5 separate regions of the Mus musculus genome follow, and regions 1, 2, 3 and 4 are each linked to region 5. The links are chromatin contacts, called in public Hi-C and HiCAR-type maps. All regions are on one chromosome and are shown on one strand. The core of a region is the stretch at or near the end of the contact, and the rest is flanking DNA. Distances in the headings are between cores, read along the strand shown.

Evidence for each region. Hi-C and Micro-C count contacts between places; a contact is called where the count stands out from the background. HiCAR-type assays count read pairs that join an accessible place to other places.
Region 1: a contact with region 5 is called in a Hi-C map of B cells, with 10 read pairs. The contact joins the enhancer-like site here to the promoter of Relch in region 5. A contact is called at or near these places in 1 of 39 promoter capture datasets (pre-B cells), 1 of 484 Hi-C or Micro-C datasets (B cells) and 1 of 9 other capture datasets (liver).
Region 2: a contact with region 5 is called in a HiCAR-type map of kidney, with 4 times the contacts expected there. The contact joins the enhancer-like site here to the promoter of Relch in region 5. A contact is called at or near these places in 12 of 39 promoter capture datasets (the HPC-7 cell line, cranial neural crest, embryonic stem cells and 6 more), 11 of 115 datasets of contacts at active chromatin or transcription factors (acute myeloid leukemia, embryonic hindbrain, embryonic stem cells and 3 more) and 2 of 9 other capture datasets (adipose tissue and embryonic stem cells).
Region 3: a Hi-C map of B cells shows a contact between it and region 5, with 11 read pairs. The contact joins the enhancer-like site here to the promoter of Relch in region 5. A contact is called at or near these places in 3 of 39 promoter capture datasets (the 3T3-L1 cell line, the C10 cell line and stem cell-derived epiblast-like cells) and 1 of 484 Hi-C or Micro-C datasets (B cells).
Region 4: a HiCAR-type map of astrocytes shows a contact between it and region 5, with 3 times the contacts expected there. The contact joins the promoter of Cdh20 here to the promoter of Relch in region 5. A contact is called at or near these places in 4 of 39 promoter capture datasets (cranial neural crest, embryonic stem cells, hippocampal neurons and 1 more) and 1 of 115 datasets of contacts at active chromatin or transcription factors (astrocytes).

The regions. Positions count from the first base shown.
Region 1 is chr1:106,559,136-106,562,707 of GRCm38.p6, reverse strand. All of the region lies in intron 1 of Bcl2 (B cell leukemia/lymphoma 2), which reads left to right. Among named protein-coding and RNA genes, the nearest start is that of Mir3473f, 14 kb to the right of the region's middle. Within about 2 kb of position 1,472, at least 23 of the 459 cell types and tissues checked have an H3K27ac peak or open chromatin away from gene starts, as enhancers often do. A contact at or near this core is called in B cells, where this site is marked.
Region 2 is chr1:105,087,489-105,091,104 of GRCm38.p6, reverse strand. No RefSeq gene overlaps it. Among named protein-coding and RNA genes, the nearest start is that of Gm29012, 27 kb to the left of the region's middle. Within about 2 kb of position 1,709, at least 13 of the 459 cell types and tissues checked have an H3K27ac peak or open chromatin away from gene starts, as enhancers often do. A contact at or near this core is called in kidney, where this site is marked.
Region 3 is chr1:106,319,523-106,322,897 of GRCm38.p6, reverse strand. All of the region lies in intron 4 of Phlpp1 (PH domain and leucine rich repeat protein phosphatase 1), which reads right to left. Among named protein-coding and RNA genes, the nearest start is that of Phlpp1, 150 kb to the right of the region's middle. Within about 2 kb of position 1,312, at least 61 of the 459 cell types and tissues checked have an H3K27ac peak or open chromatin away from gene starts, as enhancers often do. A contact at or near this core is called in B cells, where this site is marked.
Region 4 is chr1:104,766,739-104,770,007 of GRCm38.p6, reverse strand. Cdh20 (cadherin 20) reads right to left here and starts at 1,488. Exons shown (of 12, transcript NM_011800.5): 1 at 1,110-1,488.
Region 5 is chr1:105,662,149-105,665,641 of GRCm38.p6, reverse strand. Relch (RAB11 binding and LisH domain, coiled-coil and HEAT repeat containing) reads right to left here and starts at 1,781. Exons shown (of 29, transcript NM_173187.4): 1 at 1,009-1,781. The coding sequence starts at 1,534. It overlaps Pign (phosphatidylinositol glycan anchor biosynthesis, class N), which reads left to right and starts at 1,966. Exons shown (of 31, transcript NM_013784.3): 1 at 1,966-2,142.

The DNA.
Region 1 (3,572 bases), core at 223-2,722, 900 kb before region 5:
AAGGAAGGTCACAGAGTCAAAGGCCAAGTAAAATAGTTTCTCAACTGAGAGGAAGCAAACAGGCCGTGGATATTTGTGCTCCATTTGGGCAAGTTGATGAAATAACCTTTCATTTTAGAATTTTCTAAAAACAGGAATGTTTTTATATTTTTGAGCACCTCAAATTGGGCAAACAAGGTGTTGCCAGGGGACAGCTCTACTAGGTGAGTGATGACCACATCAAAACCCTGGTTGGGCGAGGTGTACAGATTCTGTGCTCTAAACAGTCACACTGGTTTGGTGTCAAATGCAGATTCTAAGCATTCAAACCTTATTTTCTCTTAGATAAACAAACAAGTTGATATCTATTTATAGCTATTGGTGATGGGAAGGAGGTGGCATCATGTGCAAGCAATGCAAACTAATTGGAACATGAAGGTGAGGTTTGCAGGTTGGCCGCAAGCAGAGCCCGTTCTGATCACAGTCCTAGAGTCCCCTACCCAAACCCTTGCTTGAAGTTCTGAATTAGTAGTTTTCTGATTGTCATCCAGGCTGTTCTTCCAACTTCTATACATTTCATACACAAGTTAACACCCATATTGGCTGCTTCCTGTGAGAAGAAACCCTGCCTTGACATCAGCCAGTGAGTCCGTTTAGCCATACCCCCCTGAAAGCCTCCAGCTAACAGAAAGCCAGTGTGTAGTGGGCATTTGGTTACAACTTGCTTGTGTTTGAACATTTATATTTATAATAGTGCTAATCTCCAAGGGACTTAAATCACATTAAGAACTTTATCTGGGGCTGCCAAGGAAATTAGCAGGATCCACATGACTAGGATCTATGAGAAATTGGGGTTGGACTGACAGAAATGTAATAAGTACCAACTTTCATCTCAATTATCTTTTCCATGAGAATTTGTTTAATACCTAAATGTCAGGCTGGGCCACTAGCATCCCCTGTGCATACAAGTACCCCTGCCTCTGCACACAACTTCCCTGTGCACACAAGTACCCCTGCCTCTGCACACAACTTCCCTGTGGACACAAGTACCCCTGTCCCTGCACTTGTATGGCAGGATGTTCTTCCTTCCCCTGCCCTTCTGACCTCACACGCACTAGTCTATCACCAGACGGAGAATACTTGTGTTTCCCCTTATGTCCACCCCCGGGGATCGGTCTGTATAACACGCCCATTAGATGCTGCTGGCCTGAGCATTAGTCAGTGGAGACCAGATGGTGTGGGAAAGTGGAGGTGAGAGTAACTTAGGGCCACATATACCCCGTCAAGATGAGGATGGGAGTTTTGGGGGGAAATCTAGACAGTTTAATTTGACTAATCTGTGTGGCTAATTTATAGAAAATGCACAGGCATGGGGAAAAGCTGTCTTGGCAATGGAAGAGATGAAAGTGGCGGGGAGTGCCCCCGTGTCGCCCTGCAGAAGAGGAAACCAAGATGACTGAAGGAGTAATTTATGGAAACTGCGCAGAGACCTCAGTGTAGTCAGGATGAGCAGCAGCCTGTTTGCATACTCAGCGAACCCTGAGTGTTGTCAAACTGAGGACAGGAATTACCCAGGGCCTGCTGGGGAGCCCAGCCCAGCCCTCCCCTCCCCTCCCCAGCCTGGTAACTCTTCTAAAGCACTGCATTTCCAGTTGCATTCTTTCCGTCTTTTGTTTGTTTGCTTGCTTGCTTTTAATCACACTCACTCACTTGTGTGCACTGGGGTAGAGGTGTCGCTTACCTTGAATCCCAAGGATCAAACTCAGGTTACCAGATTTGACAACAAGCACACTTATCTCTTGAGTCACCTTGCTGACCCAGATTCAACTTTGTTTTGGAATTTTACTTAACCTATCTCTTCAGCCTCACACAGAGACAGTGGGTGAGTGAGGGTCCAGCAGCTCCCTAGAAGGCCGAACAGGAGTTTGGTTCCAGAATTCATGGCAGCCTTGGGAGAGGGGGCAAAGAGCAGGCAGGAAGGCATAGTAGTGATGTTTTGACAGGCAAGGGAGGATCCTAATTCCAGAAACGAGTATGGGAAGAAAGAAAAATGCTAAGAGGTAAAATGGCGAAGCAAGAGAAATAATAATAATAATAATAATAATAATAAAAGAGGTGAACATTGAAATAAAAGAGGAAAATGACCCCATTGCCCAGTGGGCAGAAAACTCAGTTTTCTTTCACTTTGTGCCTTACGGGGTGCGTAGCCTTTCTTTGAATTTTCTTCCTCGTTTAATTTTTCCCTTCACAAAAAGTGCAGGAAGACAAGAACACAGGACTTTGTGAGAGAAACTCTTGATGTAGGTCCTGTGCACAACTAAGAGCAGAGTTCGGATTTCCCCTTCTTTCCCTTTTAGGTTGCCCCAAGTAAACGGGCTGACTGTATCTGTGTACAGGAAATCTCTCTCCCTGAAACTGAAGTCCTGATGTCAAGGGGGCCCTTTGCACAGACAGCCATGCAAGCAGCCCTTGGGCTAGATTCCAAAGAGAAACTAGATAGAAAGCTGGAACTTGGAATTGCCAGTCCCATTCCCCTCCCACTTCACTGTTCACCCATGCCAGGTCAAGATCCTGTGATTTTTCATGCCTGAATGAAAAACTGGAGATCTCATCAAGAAAAGGCTTTTAAGAGAAGGCTGGGTTATTAATATGCTGTTGTTTAGATGCTCACTGTTAACATATAAATGATGCCAGCTCCTTTCCACATGGGTGGAGGTGGCAGATGACTGGATAATGGGCACAGGCAGAAACAAGAGTAAATTCTGCAATGTCATCCCACATTTAGGATATAAATGAGTTTTCTTTTTCTTGCAATTTAAACTTATCAAATAGACAGAGATGTTACAACTAAGCAGGTAACCTCTGTATTCAAGTTATTCACAATACTTTGGCTCCAAACAAGCCCATTTATCTAGATATTATATTGAGGGGGACCCTGTTATAGAATGACTTATGGGACACAGAGATTATGTCAAGACTATGAGTTCAGTTCTGGGTCTACTATTAGCATGTATCTTTGGGAAAGACATATTCTTGTTCATCTGTGAAAATAGGCAAAACCATAGTGGTAGCTTCCTACTGAATTGTTGGCTGTTACTCTGGCTTATAGATCTGACCATACTTTATCAACCACAACATGGCATTTATCTATTTCTAGTTATAATAAATACTTTTATAACAAAGTAAAAGAGAAGATTATCTGTCCCACCTCTGGCATCTGTTCACTTTTATTTAATGGTCATTTTGGAATCCTAAGTTCTAGGCAATAGGTCTGCAACTTGGGAGCTCAGTTGCCACTTAGTAGGATAGTATTGCCACTTAGTAGGATAGCATGATTGCATTGCTGTGGGGTTTTCTCTTGTCCAGTGCCAAATGCAAATTTGGGAGCAGGGAAAGCCAGCAAGCCATATAAGGTGGTGCACACCATTAGTCCCGGCACTGGAGATGCAGAATCAGGCAGAGCTTTGTGAATATGAAACCATTTTGGTCTACAGAGTGAGTTCCAGGCCAGTCGGGGTTTTGTAGTGGGACCATATCTAAGAGAGGGGGCAGGGGGAGAGTCTAAGAGCCAGAAAGATTAAAGAACAAGCTAA
Region 2 (3,616 bases), core at 460-2,959, 570 kb after region 5:
TGAAGCTGTTCTGTTTCCTAGAAGCATCAGAATTTATAATTTTTTCTTTGCTGAATAAACTGCTTAATTTGTCAACACCTTTATATAAAAAAATACAATGTATTACAATATACAACAATGTATTTGTCAGCTGTTATAAAAGGATAAATCTTCCACAAACATGTATGAATCTGGAGAACACGATGTTACACAGAATAGATTACATACAGGAAAGCAAATACTGCATCTTCTCAGTTGCATGCAAGAGCTGAACTTTTGCTCTCACAGAAACAGGGTATAGAATCAGCATTGCCATAATCTAGGAAGGGGGTTGGGGAGAGGAGAAGCAGAGATGGTGGTTACCATGTGCAGAGCTGCAACTGCGTTGGAGAAAGAGCCTCCAATGTTTTGAGTGCAATAATAAGCATGGCTGATGACAATTAATTATATATTCCAAAATATCTAAGAAAGGACGTTGTATGTTCCCCACCCTAAGCAATAATATGCTTCCAGGTTACCATGATCAAACCATCATGTGCCGTGTACAATTTGTGAATGTCAACTAAAACTTAAAAAATATTTTTTAATGTGTTAACAATATGATAAAAGGAAAAATTTTAAGAGTTTAAATATGTATTTATCATTTCCCTTCCTGAGGGCCAAGCCTTTACATTTGTCATCTCCTATATTATTTGTCTCAGAGAAAGAGGGACAAATGGGTGGCTGATTGGAATATTCCCCTGACTGGGTTGGTGGGACAACTCTACAGGTAAAAAAAAATGCTTCCAGAAAACATGACAATTTGGGCTGGACCCCTGGAACCCACATTGTGGAATGAGAGAACCAATTAATGCAATTGTCCCTGACCTCTACACACAGGCCATGACCTCCACGCCCTCAATATATATATACATATATATATGTGTGTGTGTGTGTGTGTGTATGTGTATATGTGTATATACACACACATACATATATATATATAAATACACACACACACACACACACACACACACACATATATATATATATATATATATATATATATATATATATATTCTCCCTCCTCATCATTCAATGTAGTCAAGCAATCCTAGATAAGTCAGTTGACACGATTCTCATTCTACAAAGATTACTTGAGATTAGACTGAAACAACTTAATATTTATTACCAGATTGGGTGGGGGGAAATCTTGATTCTTCCTATCCTGAGGATTGTGCAAAATTAGGTCTGTAGAGGGTGGGGCCACACATGGATTGTATGTGCTAAGATTTGACTTCATTTGGCCTTGGCTCAAATAGGCACAGAGAAGAAACTTAAGAGGCGGCAAATGTCTCTTCTAAACCAAGCTGCTCCTTAGGCACCTGGGAGCTCTCTGCAAATTTTTGTGAAGACATAGGCCTTGAACTGTCTTGAGTTTCTTCTGTATTAGCAGTAGAAACGTCAGGCTGTATGGCTGCAGCATGAGTGCTATTGTTACAGTTTTTAGGCAACATTGTTACCAGGCTTCACACTCTCACCAGTGCTGTGCAAGGCTTCAGATTCTCCCCAACTTTGCCCTCATTTGCTTTTGTCCATTTTTTGGGTGATAATCATCTTAGAGTATGAAGTACTATCACGTGTTAAGTATAATTCCAAAGGTTTCCAGTAACCCTTTGTGGGGTGTGCATAGGTTTCTGTAAGATTTCCTTATAGTCTTGCTTCATGGTCTGTTTTTCTGTTCAGGTTTACTGCTGCAGCACTTGCTGTGTTTCCACAATAAATACCTCTACCTAGACTAGTGACTAATCATAGAACCACATATATGGAGCTACTTCCTCATCCGTGAAACCCTTCTCAAGTAAAGTGGCAGCAGTTTTCCAGGGATTCCTGCTCTGGTGGCATGGGGTAATTTTTGTGTTCTGTCAAATAATCTGTGGCCAAAGTATGAGCATAGTTCACTCTGTTAATAACTTTACTTTGTAATTGAACTTTACCCGTAACTTTACCCGTCATGGGCTGAGGGGCAGGCTATAGGGCTGGTTCCGAGTTAATTACAACTGCCATTATTTTTTATTTGTGGTGCCTGAGCAAGCAGTAAAACAGCAAGTTAAGCCACACTTGCAGTGGGACTATGACTCAATTAGTGTTTTTGAATAATAGGAGGTAGTAATTAAGGTCACAGCATTTGCAGTAGCAGCATTCTGGGGTAGCCTGGCTTCAGCAAAGGCTATTTTACAACATCTCCAGGGAGGCAGTTGAAGGGAGACGGAGCCTGCCGGGTAGTGGTCCTTCATGTCTCTTGTAAACTGGGAACAGAAAGTCTTGCCACTGCTTGCAATAACTGTTTAACACCTGTTTATTCTCTTCTATGTTGGAGCTTAAAAATCTAACATAAAACTTACAGGTTTTGGAAGGTACAATTCCCCCTCCCTCATTTAACATTTCTGCAAAAAGCTGGGCTCTTGAAATTGAAAACTATATGCAGACATTAACATGTAGCTGGGTGACTGGATATGCAGGGAAAATTAACAGCCTTTTCAATATTGATTTTGCAAACCCAAACCTATAAAACTCCTTCCAATGTGAGAATAAATGTGCTCATCCAAGGGTTGAGGAGTTCATATGAAATATGACCATATGATTTGGATGTAACTCCTCCAAGGGAGGCCTTGTTTGTGGCATCTTGCTTTTATTCTAGATTCTGGCAATTGGTATCTCAGTTCTGATGAATGTGTACACAGCTGGATACGGCCTGAGATTTTATGCTGATCATAGAAAATTCTCTTTAGGAAATAAAGACATTTTTAATTCAAAGATAAGACATAAAATGAATATTTTATGTTGAGTATTGAGCTGAACTGAGCCACAGATAGAAGATACTAATCTGAATGATCAAGTTATCCCCAAATCCAAGAAAAAGACCAAGAACAGGTTCAGGGAAGCTGGCTTATATCTAAGAATCCTTCCCCTTCCCCTGCCCCTGCCCCCCAACATCCTATTATTCTAAGTCCTCAAACCTGCAGTCCTTGCTCAAATTTAGGGCTGCATAATCACCTGTACCTAAACACTTCTCTAGGTCACTGGCAGATTGTTCATCCCCTGGTGCAGTGATTCTATGTACTGTATCAACTCCCTGTGTGGAAATTGGTACAGATTGGGTTCCACAGGAAGTGCCCTTTGGTGTAGAGAGCAGCACATAGAATTTGTTTGGGAACATTTTCATAATTAGTGCCAATGGAAAGAAGCAGAAGAAAAAACAAAGTGAGAGGAGTTGGGTGGTGTCGTGCCTAGGAGCCTTGCAAAATGCTCTAAGCCCTGCTGGAGTCACTCTTTGAATACAGGTGATACAGCTGCCTTATGTGCTGTGTGACCTTTAGCCCTTAAGTTAGAAAGGGGTGTGACCATAAGCAAGGGAGCTCTCTGCATCCAGAGCTAATTTCTGCAGTGGGACTAGGGAACTAACTAAGAATTAGGCCTATGTAACCTCAGGCTTAGCCACCCCTTCCTTGGTTCCCAAATAATGACGCAGAAGCTTATTTATGTATGAATAAAGGCCAATCCATACACTTGGGCTTGTTTCCCCTCTATCTTGTAATTTATATAACCCATTTATTCCATTCTATGTCTGCCACATGGTTAGTTACTTCTCCTAGTT
Region 3 (3,375 bases), core at 63-2,562, 660 kb before region 5:
ACAGATTGAAGACTTTTAAAGAAAGGGATCTTTACTGCAGACAGAAATGGGAGTTTGTTCTCATCTCTCCACGTTTACTGTCATAGCGCACCGTGATTGTACACGAAGCTTTACGGGCTCTCCCAGCACATTCCTCACTCTCTCCTTGTCAGTGAATGCCAATTTCACATCTACTGGTAACTCAGTTCACTGCTTCCCTCTAAGTCTTCCAAGTCTTAAATTCATCCTTCCACCCAAAAGAAACATTCACCTTGTTTTAGGTGATACCAAGCTTATTTATACCCCACCCACTCTAACATACACACCTAAGGTTCACTAAAGTTGATCTTCAGGCATCACATCATATGATCAACCAAAAGGCATCTTACGAGACTTACGACCTATCCCTTAAGAGCCATATATGAATGCCACTGCTCAAAGCTCTTTGCAAACCTTCCTCTATATGTCTTAGGATGACCTTCTGTTCTCTTTGGTGACAGAGAAACCAAGAACTGGACTGAAGCACACCATCCTTGTGTCTGTCCTTCTCCACCCTAAATTCAGCTCTAGGCTAAATATGAAGGGGAAACAGAATAAAAGCAGAGACATTCCACCTCTATGGTCAAGAAATTTACACACAGAGTCAATTTAGAAATTTTCTAATGTTCATTACAGATGTATAGCAAGCAAGGAAGCATAAGCAATGTTTATAAATCAAAGGAGGAAATGAGCACATGGAATTGGACATAACCAAACTCTACAAGACATCTTTGGAAATATGCTTTCAAGGACAGGCAGGACAGATGCCAGGCTGGCCTGGGAGTGGTAAAGGGAGTGACAAGAGAGTGAACTGTATTTCAGAGCCTGGCAGTGGGTTTTGCTTTGCTTTGGTCTCTCCCCTCCCCCTCCTTTAGAAAAAAAAAACATTATGGGGGCTGGAGAGATGGCTCAGTTGTTTAGAGTACCACTGGGTACTCTTCAAGAGGACCAGGGTTCAATTCCCAACACCCACATGGCTGCTTACAACTGTATGTAACTCTAGTTCCAGAGGATCCAATATCCTCACACAGATACGCATGCAGGCAAAACACCAATGTACACAAAACAAAAAATAAAATGAAAAAAATCACGCTGTTCATTTTTTTTAAATGAAAAACTTGTTTTCTCTTTTTCCTACTACCGATTCTCGGTTATGAATCTCCGTGTCATGTTTCCTGAGTGGTCTCATTATGTAGTTTTGTTTTTCTTTTTTTTTTTTTCATCAAACCTTCAACCAAAGAGAAATGACGAATTACCAGTTTCACTTCTTTCTACAAGTTGCCGCAAAAGCCTGTTACAAAGAAGTCCGTATGAATAACAAGAAGTGGTGACTAAAAGCAGGTCCCACTACATTCTCTCATGTGCTCACTCACAATGTATTTAATGGTCTCCCTCACAATGGTAACCATTTCTGGGGGACCTGATGTGTACCTTCTAGGAATCTGAGCCCAAAGTGGATAAACACAACAAAAAGTAAGTAACAAAGGTCATGAGGTCAAGTGTCTCCTTAGGAAAGAGAGTTATACTGTAGGTCTCTAAGACAAAAATTAAAGGTAACCAAATGCACAAAAGTTAATGTTATAGTACTACTTCTATGCTTTAAAAAAAGTCCTTTACAAACTATTTCCTAGTATTCTGTAAAACTGTCAGGGAGTAAATAATCACACTCAAAGAACAGCAACAAACATCAATAACAAATCACTACTGAGAGAAATGTTGACCAGATATCTGATGTTACACTTGGCTTGTTATGTGTGCATGTTTTCAGTGTTATTTACAGTAGGAATAATTCATTAATAATCATATGTGAACTTCATGTCACTTATAATATAAATGTCTAGTAATAATAAACACTGAAAAAAATAACAAAATGACATGAATAAATTGAAATCTTTTGGTAGTAGCCAAATACTACTGGCTTCAGTTCCTACAGGTGTGGATCAAGTCTGGAAGTAGGCATGGTTCCCATGTGCAATGCACAATGAACTGTATAGAGACCCATGGGAGTTACAGGACAGGGAGAGCCAGAAGGACTAGGAGGTGCCCTATCTCCTCTGTGGCCTGCCTCCAAGAGGAAGGAACTTTTTTTATGAGTCAACACAGTACCTGACTCTCTCAAGACTGTGTGTGTACTTTTCAGAATATCTCCAGGCTCAATGAAGCACAGGGAGAGACTGGAGGTGGATTCAGCTCTTTCTGTTGCTGTTACCTTTTATGTGGTAATTTCTAGAACGTTCTCCCCAGTTTCTGACTCTCCTGCCACAATTTCCTGGAGAACTATAGTCCCAAAAGTCTTTCCTGGGTACAAAAACGTGACAATCAATCACCTTCTATAATTATGCCCATGTAGATGAGGAACCACAAGACTCTGCCTATCTTACCTATTGTGGGAGGAGGTTTTGGTTTTGTAGGCCTAGGAGTTGCCTGGAATTCCTGAGTCATTGGGAGTTTAGTTTGAAATCATTAGACATCCCAGAAGAAACAAATTTCACAAGATTATAATGTATAGTTTAAATAAGAGCAACATGATTAAGCTAGCCAGCGATCTTGGAGAAGATGAGAGCAAAACAAGCCATGGCTATATTGGCTTTGGGAAAGTCATGTTCGCAGGTTGCTTTCAGGCGTATGATTCCCTTGTGTTGTCAATAAATAAATAAATAAATAAATAAATAAATAAATAAAAGGGTACTATTGGACATAGTACTAAATGGACATAGTAATTAACTGCTCCCTAAGTTCTTATCACTACACACACAAGATAACTCAGCAGTTTTTTGTTTGTTTTTTTTTGTAGTGGATGATGTTAACACAGAGACCAACTCTGGTCAACATGCAGAGAAAAAGAGCAGTCAGCTATAAATGGGTAATCTACATCACAGTCCTTGCACTGAGGCTCAAGGCTCATCAAAGAATACAAGGTGGAAAGATTACAAGAGCCAGAGTGAGTGGACATCTGCAGAAAACTACTATTTAAGATGACAGTACGGTTGCACACAAATAGTCAGAAATGCTGCAATGACACTGAGAAACAGACACTCTAACTTTGAAGTTAACTGTTAAAAACACTATCTTATTAACAGTAAGATGTAGTTGGATTCTTCTTTCTGGGTATTAAAAATCAGACATAGAATCCCAATGGCTGATCAGCATAGCTTTCTAAGCACATTGGCCACTTAAGGGATGAACTACTCTCTGCTCCTTGAACATAACTACCTCTTCCTCAGTACAGTCTCTACATGCAGAGTCACAAAAGGCTGCATATCCCCAGAATCATGCTTGGTCACTGCCTCAAAGTGGGAAAGGAAGGAACAAGACGACCTCTCAGATCCTCTTGAGAGATACTCCTAGACATAATGA
Region 4 (3,269 bases), core at 239-2,738, 900 kb after region 5:
GTCCGCTTACATTATGTGAGGGACAGCGCTTACAGACTCAATTTCCCTGCTATTATCAAAGTCCCAAACTCCAATCTTCCTGATGTCCAAGCATGTAAAAACAACGTTAATAATAATTGTTTTGATTTCACAGTAAACTCCGAATCTACGAATCTACCCAGCGCTTAACTCCTCTATTCTCGCGTGCCAGGGTTCCAGCCCCACTTCCTCCTCCCGTACATAAGCTCAGCTAGGAAATCACTAAAAGACTCTGGCGTTGCCTTAAAGCTGTAACCCTCCCCCCCCCCCCACCCCCTTCCCATATTCAGCTGCCACAGCTTGGAGGCCAGCAAAGCTTCTGTCTTAGTGCTAAGGACAGTTTGCGATATCGCGGAGGCATTTTCTTTGTAGATCTGAATGTTTCACCTTCTCTGACTCCTTTACTCGCCCCATCACCTCCGGGCTCTTCCAAACACCACCAGCAGGACAAGCAGAGCTCAAACCACCCGCGCTCCATTAAGAGCTTTCCCAGGGATTGCCAGGACTGTGAGACAGGAAATCCGGGGAGTTGGTGATGTCCGGCAGGTGGCAGGGACTAGAGTCACCACCACACCACATTCTCCTCCCACCGCTGAGCTTTGTTGCAGCGGCGCCTCTCATCCCAGAGCCAGGATCGGTCACTGGGTGCCTAGGATCCTCAGCTCTGAGCACAACTACCTCGTTGGGGACTCGGGCATCCTCTCCCTTGGCAGTATGGAGATGCTGGTGACCTCAAGGGAAGCGAAGCGCCCAGGTTAAGCGCTCTGGCACCCCGCGCTCCCCATGTCACCATCATCCAGCGAGCACATTCCAGTGCACAGCACCCTCCACCTGCCTGGCTATTCCGCTGTGCAGCAGCTTTCTTACACACAGAGCATGCCACTAGCTGAGTACATCCCTTCCTGCACCCTGTCCCCGAAAAGTCCCAGGAAGTGGAACCCAGGTCGGCAGGGAGGTCCCCTAGGCGGCGGAGAGTTGAGGGGAAGGCGCTAAGCAGAGCTGGACTGTGCACAGTGCACCTGGCTTCCCCAGAGTGACCTCTTGTGCCTGGGGCCAGATGCATGGGGACCGACGGGAGCCCTCAGCTTTACCTGGCACAGCCGGCGACTCTCCAGAGACGTGGAGACTCCGTAGTGGCGGGTGTCCAGCTCATATCGCTGCCTTCCTCATTGGGCGAACGGGTGTCCTGCCGAGTCCCTTCGCCTCAGCTCGCCTCTGTGCCCCCGCCCCACCCCCTTCCCCCCAAGTCAAAAGTGTCACAGCTTTACAGCCTTCGGATGTTTCCAAAGTCTCCGCTCGATCTCTGGCAGTGGAGAGCTGATGACAAGAGCAGCAAATCCGCTGATGCCCACGGCCCTCAGCTCTCTGCCAGGAGGGTGAAAAGAGCTGCCTGGTTCTTCTGGTCACCGTCCTTTAAGACCAGCGCGCGGTCCGCTTCTTCCCCTCCTTCGCGCGTTTTCTAGCCCGAGTGGCTGCCTCCTGCGTGTACCGCGGGTCTTGTTTCCCCGCTCATGAATATTCTGACAGAGGCTAATGCCGTTGAAGTAAATTGAATTAGCCAATTGGTGCCAGGAATGTGCGCTCCTTCCTTCTGAGGAGCTGTCTGGAACCACACCAGAAGAAAGCAATTAAAGTCCGGTTGGCACCCCGTGGTTTAGACCAGCGAGGGGCAAAATGGGTTAATTCTTTAAATGCAGTTTAAAAACCGCATTTAAATGTTTAAACTCCTTTATTGGCTGGGGGAGTTAGAAAGTGCTAACCCAGAGAGGGATGAAAGGGAACAGAGGGCAGGAAGACACCAGTGTGAGTGTTGGGGGTAGGGGTGGGAGTACATCTAAACTTTGCCAGGAAGTTGAGGTGACTTATTTTGAGAAGACTCTGGATTCTGGAAGAAGCAGTCCACGATAAGAACAGAAAAAGAGAAAAAAGAAGGGGTCTGAGAGAAGATGGTGTTAACACTTTGACCTTGAGGATTCAGCCCCACTCCATTGACAGTTTTCAGAGAATGGGTCCTGGGGAGATGAGAGAGGCAGCTTGATTCGTGGACTGTTTAGAAAATGTCATGATTTCTTTATCCTCATAGCACTATTACAGTTTTCGGTGTATGGGTTAAGTAGGGATGTTGTGAAGTCATCTTCTGTCAATCATTCAGAACGATTAGGGAGATTTAGCTCAGTGTGTAGTGAGTGTCTCCAACAAGATGTTCAGTTTGTTTCCCACAGCCCGCATGAAAAAACAAACAAACAAGCCAAATTAAACTAAGCCAAAACAAAACAAAATAAAAAACAAACCAACAAACAAAAGGAAAATGGAAGCACCAGATAGAGACAAGTGGATCAAGGGTGAGCCCTGGGGCTCACTAACCAGCCAGCCCAGCCCACTTGGTGAATTCCAGGCCAATAAGAGATCCTGCTTCAAGTCAATCAACCAATCAAACAGTACCTGAGGGATTTGGTTTAGGCATGATCAATCTAGAAGGCACTTCCTGTTTCACAGTTCTGACCTTTCTTCCTGAGGTCACGTAGAAAGCATGTTTAGAAAGGACCACTTCCATTCCTACCCCGAGTGGGAGGTTACTGAGGCAGGAAGGGTTACTAATTGCAGCTTTGGTACAGCTGACCAGCAGCTAAGATTCTACTTGATTCTGCCTGTCTACTTCCCTACAGTACTCCGGTGAGAGCTTTTTGGGTTTCTTCCCATCATTGAGCTCCCAAATAAAGAACTTAGTCTGCTTGGATTAGTACGTTATTCAAAGATTGATCATGCAAATGCTCTGTGGCCAAATGATCTATATAAACAACCAATAAAACTGTGTACTTAAGTAACCACTACAATTCTCAAGGGCAGGACGATATTAAATGTTCTAGTTAAGGCAACTGGGCCATTTCTGAGATTTCAGGATGCCTAGAAGCAGGACTCAGAGTTGTAACAATATAATTATCAATACTGAGCAGCTAATGTTTATTGAGAAGTAGTGTGACAGATTTGTTAAACTTAAGTCATCTCATCCAATCATTCTAAATATTATCATCAGAATCTGTTAGAGTGTTGTACAATTTAGTAGATAAAGCAGATGAGGCCTAAAAAGCTATCAGAATGCCTAAGCAACAGAACTTGTAGGTGCTAGGAACAGTAATTCAATACAGCCCCTTAGCAGTTCCTTGACATTAGGCCACCAGTAGCTTATAATGCCTTTAAGTCTAAAGAGAGAAATTTTCTCCCAATTTTATGAAGGGACCCATCTTTGATGA
Region 5 (3,493 bases), core at 532-3,031:
ATGTGCTTAGGATTACTCTGATAGAGAATTCACCCTTCCCAGTGTTATGACATCAAACTTTAGCAACTTCAAGCCTCTGGTATCATGCAAAAGTATAGACATTTAGAAATCAATCAGGCTTATTTATTAGTAAATTCCAGTTGGGTTCACAGAACCAAAGTATTAGCATTAGTATGGAAAAATTTGATGCCTCTTAAAGATGACAGTGAGAATTCTCATTAAAGCTTATATATAAATAATGACTAGGCCAGTGATTACTCTGCTAAAAATGAATGATTGTAGCAAGAAAAGAAAGAAAGAAAAAAAAAGAAAATAAGTGAGAGTCACTTATTCAGAGAAAAACAATCCTTCCCAGTGCTATGTTGAAAAGAAAGCTGGTAAAAGATCCTTGGTCTGTTTGTTCCACAGCTTTCCTGTATACGGAATACTATTGAAATTGGGGTAGTGAAACTGATTTCAAACAGAAAACATTCTATGAAGCAGACACATCTCATTTCCTTCTTTTTATTAGCATATATTAATGATACAAAATAATGGAAAAGCAAAGACAAAAGATCTTCAGTGGATTGAACTTCAGTACAGAGGGCTGACATTTCCTGTTTGTTCTTTTTCTTGAGTCAAAGAATTACTAAGAAACATTTTATTTCCTCGTAGTGTGATTCAACAGCCTGGGGAAAAAAGGAAAACTGCCTAGAGAAAAATGCCCAGGCAATAAGGAAGCTTTCTAGAGTGCCATAATACTCAATAAACTGGAAACCCTGATGTTATAGGTCCCAACACCAACGGGGAGCCAGGAGCTGTACAACACCTGCCAAAGATCGGAAACCAATGCAAAGAAGAGCTACAGCAGGATCTTTCTGTTTGCAGTACACAGGACACCTCGCATCTCACTCAACATACTCTCCCTTCTCAAGACGACCCTAGACTCAGTACCCGCCCACAATCCCCTTCAGCTGCACTCCAACTCTAATCCCCCATCTGCAGGTGTGACAGGCGACGCCTACTTACTGAGCTGTCCTCCGCCCGACGTCGTACTCGGTTCCCGACCTCCAGCGCCTCCGACGATGGAGGCGCCAGGGATCCCGGGCGCCCCCATCCCTGGGGGGGTCCCACTCTGCCTCTCGAAGTTGCCAGGATTGGAGAAGTAATCGCGCAGTCGTGGTAGCTCGCGGCCGCTCTCCAACAGCTCGGTGTGCAGCTCCAGGGCGGTCAGCAAGTATTGATCGCGCAACAGCTGAGCGGCGATGGCATCGATTGACAATCGGGCAGGGGTCTCCCCGCTGCCCCCCGGAGCCGCCGGGGCGGCGGACATCTCCACAGCGAGCCCCGGCCGCGCGCTGCTTCCCAGGGCCATGGGGTCCTGTGGCGACAGGGAGCCTGCAGAACCAGGATCTAGGCCGACCCCGGCACCCAGCCGAAGTCCTGCCCGCCGGTCCTCGGTTGCCGCTACCTCGTCGTCGTCCTCATCCGAATCACTGAGGAAAGGATTTACTCCGCTACCACTGCCACCACCTCCGGGCGCCATCGCCGCCATCTTATTCTGTCAGGAATGTGGGTGCTTCCCTGCTTGGCCCGACAGGCCCTCAGCCTGAATCCCCGTTAGGTCCCGAGAGCCGCCGACCACCTAGGCAGCCCAGGCCGACCGCACCTCTCCTCACCTAGAGCCTAGGCCGGACTGGGAGGCAGGAGCCCGGTATGCAGCAGCACCTCCCGTCTCAGCCGCTGCTGCACCAGTAGCCGACTCTGCAGGCGTCTTCCTGGTCCCTAGTCTCGCGAGAACTGGCTTGGTCCCATCTTCGCCCCGCCCCGTCCCCGCCTCAGCCCCACCCACCTCTGGCCTTGGAGTGGCAAGATCGAAGGAACCGCTCCAGGCTCAAACATAAGACCCCGCCCACAAGCTCTCGAGGATTGGCTGGAGTTACAGGACCTGGCCAGAGAGTTATCGCGAGAGCAGCGAAGGCCTGGGGCAGGTTGGGGGCGTTCCCTGGAGCAGTAGAGGTGGAGGTCGCTGAGGGGTACGATTTGGCTGTGGTTTTTGAGGGTTGAAGGGAACCCTCCCGACATCTTTCACCGCCCTGGGTCCTGCCTTCGTTCTGAGGAGGTCCCGTTCCCAAGACTGGGCCTGAGCCGGATAGTTCTCAGGTAAAGTCCCGGGACCCTTGCACTTAAGGTGTTCCCACGCCCGCTTCTCCCTTCACGCTTCAGTTTTTTGTCGCTGTTTGCTGTCACCGCCCAGATAGCAAGTGCTCTGAGCAGCGGTCAGAATCTGGCTTCTTTGCTCTTCCCTAGTTTCCCAGCCATCTGCTCTCTCCCCTGGAGATCTGGCGACGGCATGGCCTCCTTGTGGTTAAGGAGGGCGCCTTCCCGCCCCCTCCGTCCGGGAATAGGACTTAGAAAGCTGAAGGGTGCAGATAGAGCCTGGACGGAAGTTGCAACATTTGAGTTTCGAGATGCCTTTACACTCATCTGTGAACAGCCTGGTCTTGGACGACAAACTAAGTAATATGTAAACCCATGGAAATTAACATACACTTTACATCAAAGGAACTTTTCAAACTATCAGCGCTATCTCTTCAGTACAACTAAGTTGTCTGGGCCGCTTCAGTGGCCTGGTCATGTCCACTGCACTAGGACACATTCGTTGGAACAAGTATCACCTATCTTTTGTCCAAAACCATTCTTTTCCACAATCCCCTGAAACCTTGCTAAGTCCATTTAGGCTAGAATCGAGGTTTTCTTTATGGATCAATCAAATTTTAGCGATTTAAAAAATTGTACTCTGTAGAGAGATTTGATGGCCTTTATGAAACATTTAGCACATAACTATACTCGTAGGTTTGGAATATCATTTATCCTTTATGCTATTCCTTGATTGTAGTTTGAGGTGATAAGAAGTTTCCCTGTCGCTATTAGACTCCTAGCCCTCATATCTTCTATTTTGTTAAACATAGAATGCCACTTTTTCCTGGTTTTAGAATTAAGTTCTTATTAACACCAGGTCCTAACAGACAACAAAATAAATAGCCAACAGTGCTAACCATCTGCTCTGATATATATAATGAAGTATCTCCTTTATCTTTGTGGAAAATAAAAATAGAGCATTGTTATATGACCTCAGGTCTGGTTACCGGTTTACATGTAAAGTATCCCAGCAGTTAAGTGTAGGTTTTAATTTCAGTTTAATCAGTCTCACAGGAAACTAAAATTTCATTTGAATGAGGCTCTGAAATGCTTTCTTTGGTTGGTATTACTATATAGTTATTATTTGGGCTTTTTAACAGGAGCTTTTAAAGTATGTTACATGTGATATGAAGGTGGGAGGGGGAATACTGGAGGTTGGGGTGGGTGGTTTAAATGAGCATAGGAGACCGGGAGATGGGGAGAAAGTTAGCCCAAATAGTAAAAGACCATAAAGACCCTTGCTACATTGTGAAGCAATTTAAAAATAGTGTTAGTAGTAAGGATTTTTTTTTAAATAAGACTTTTAGCTTCC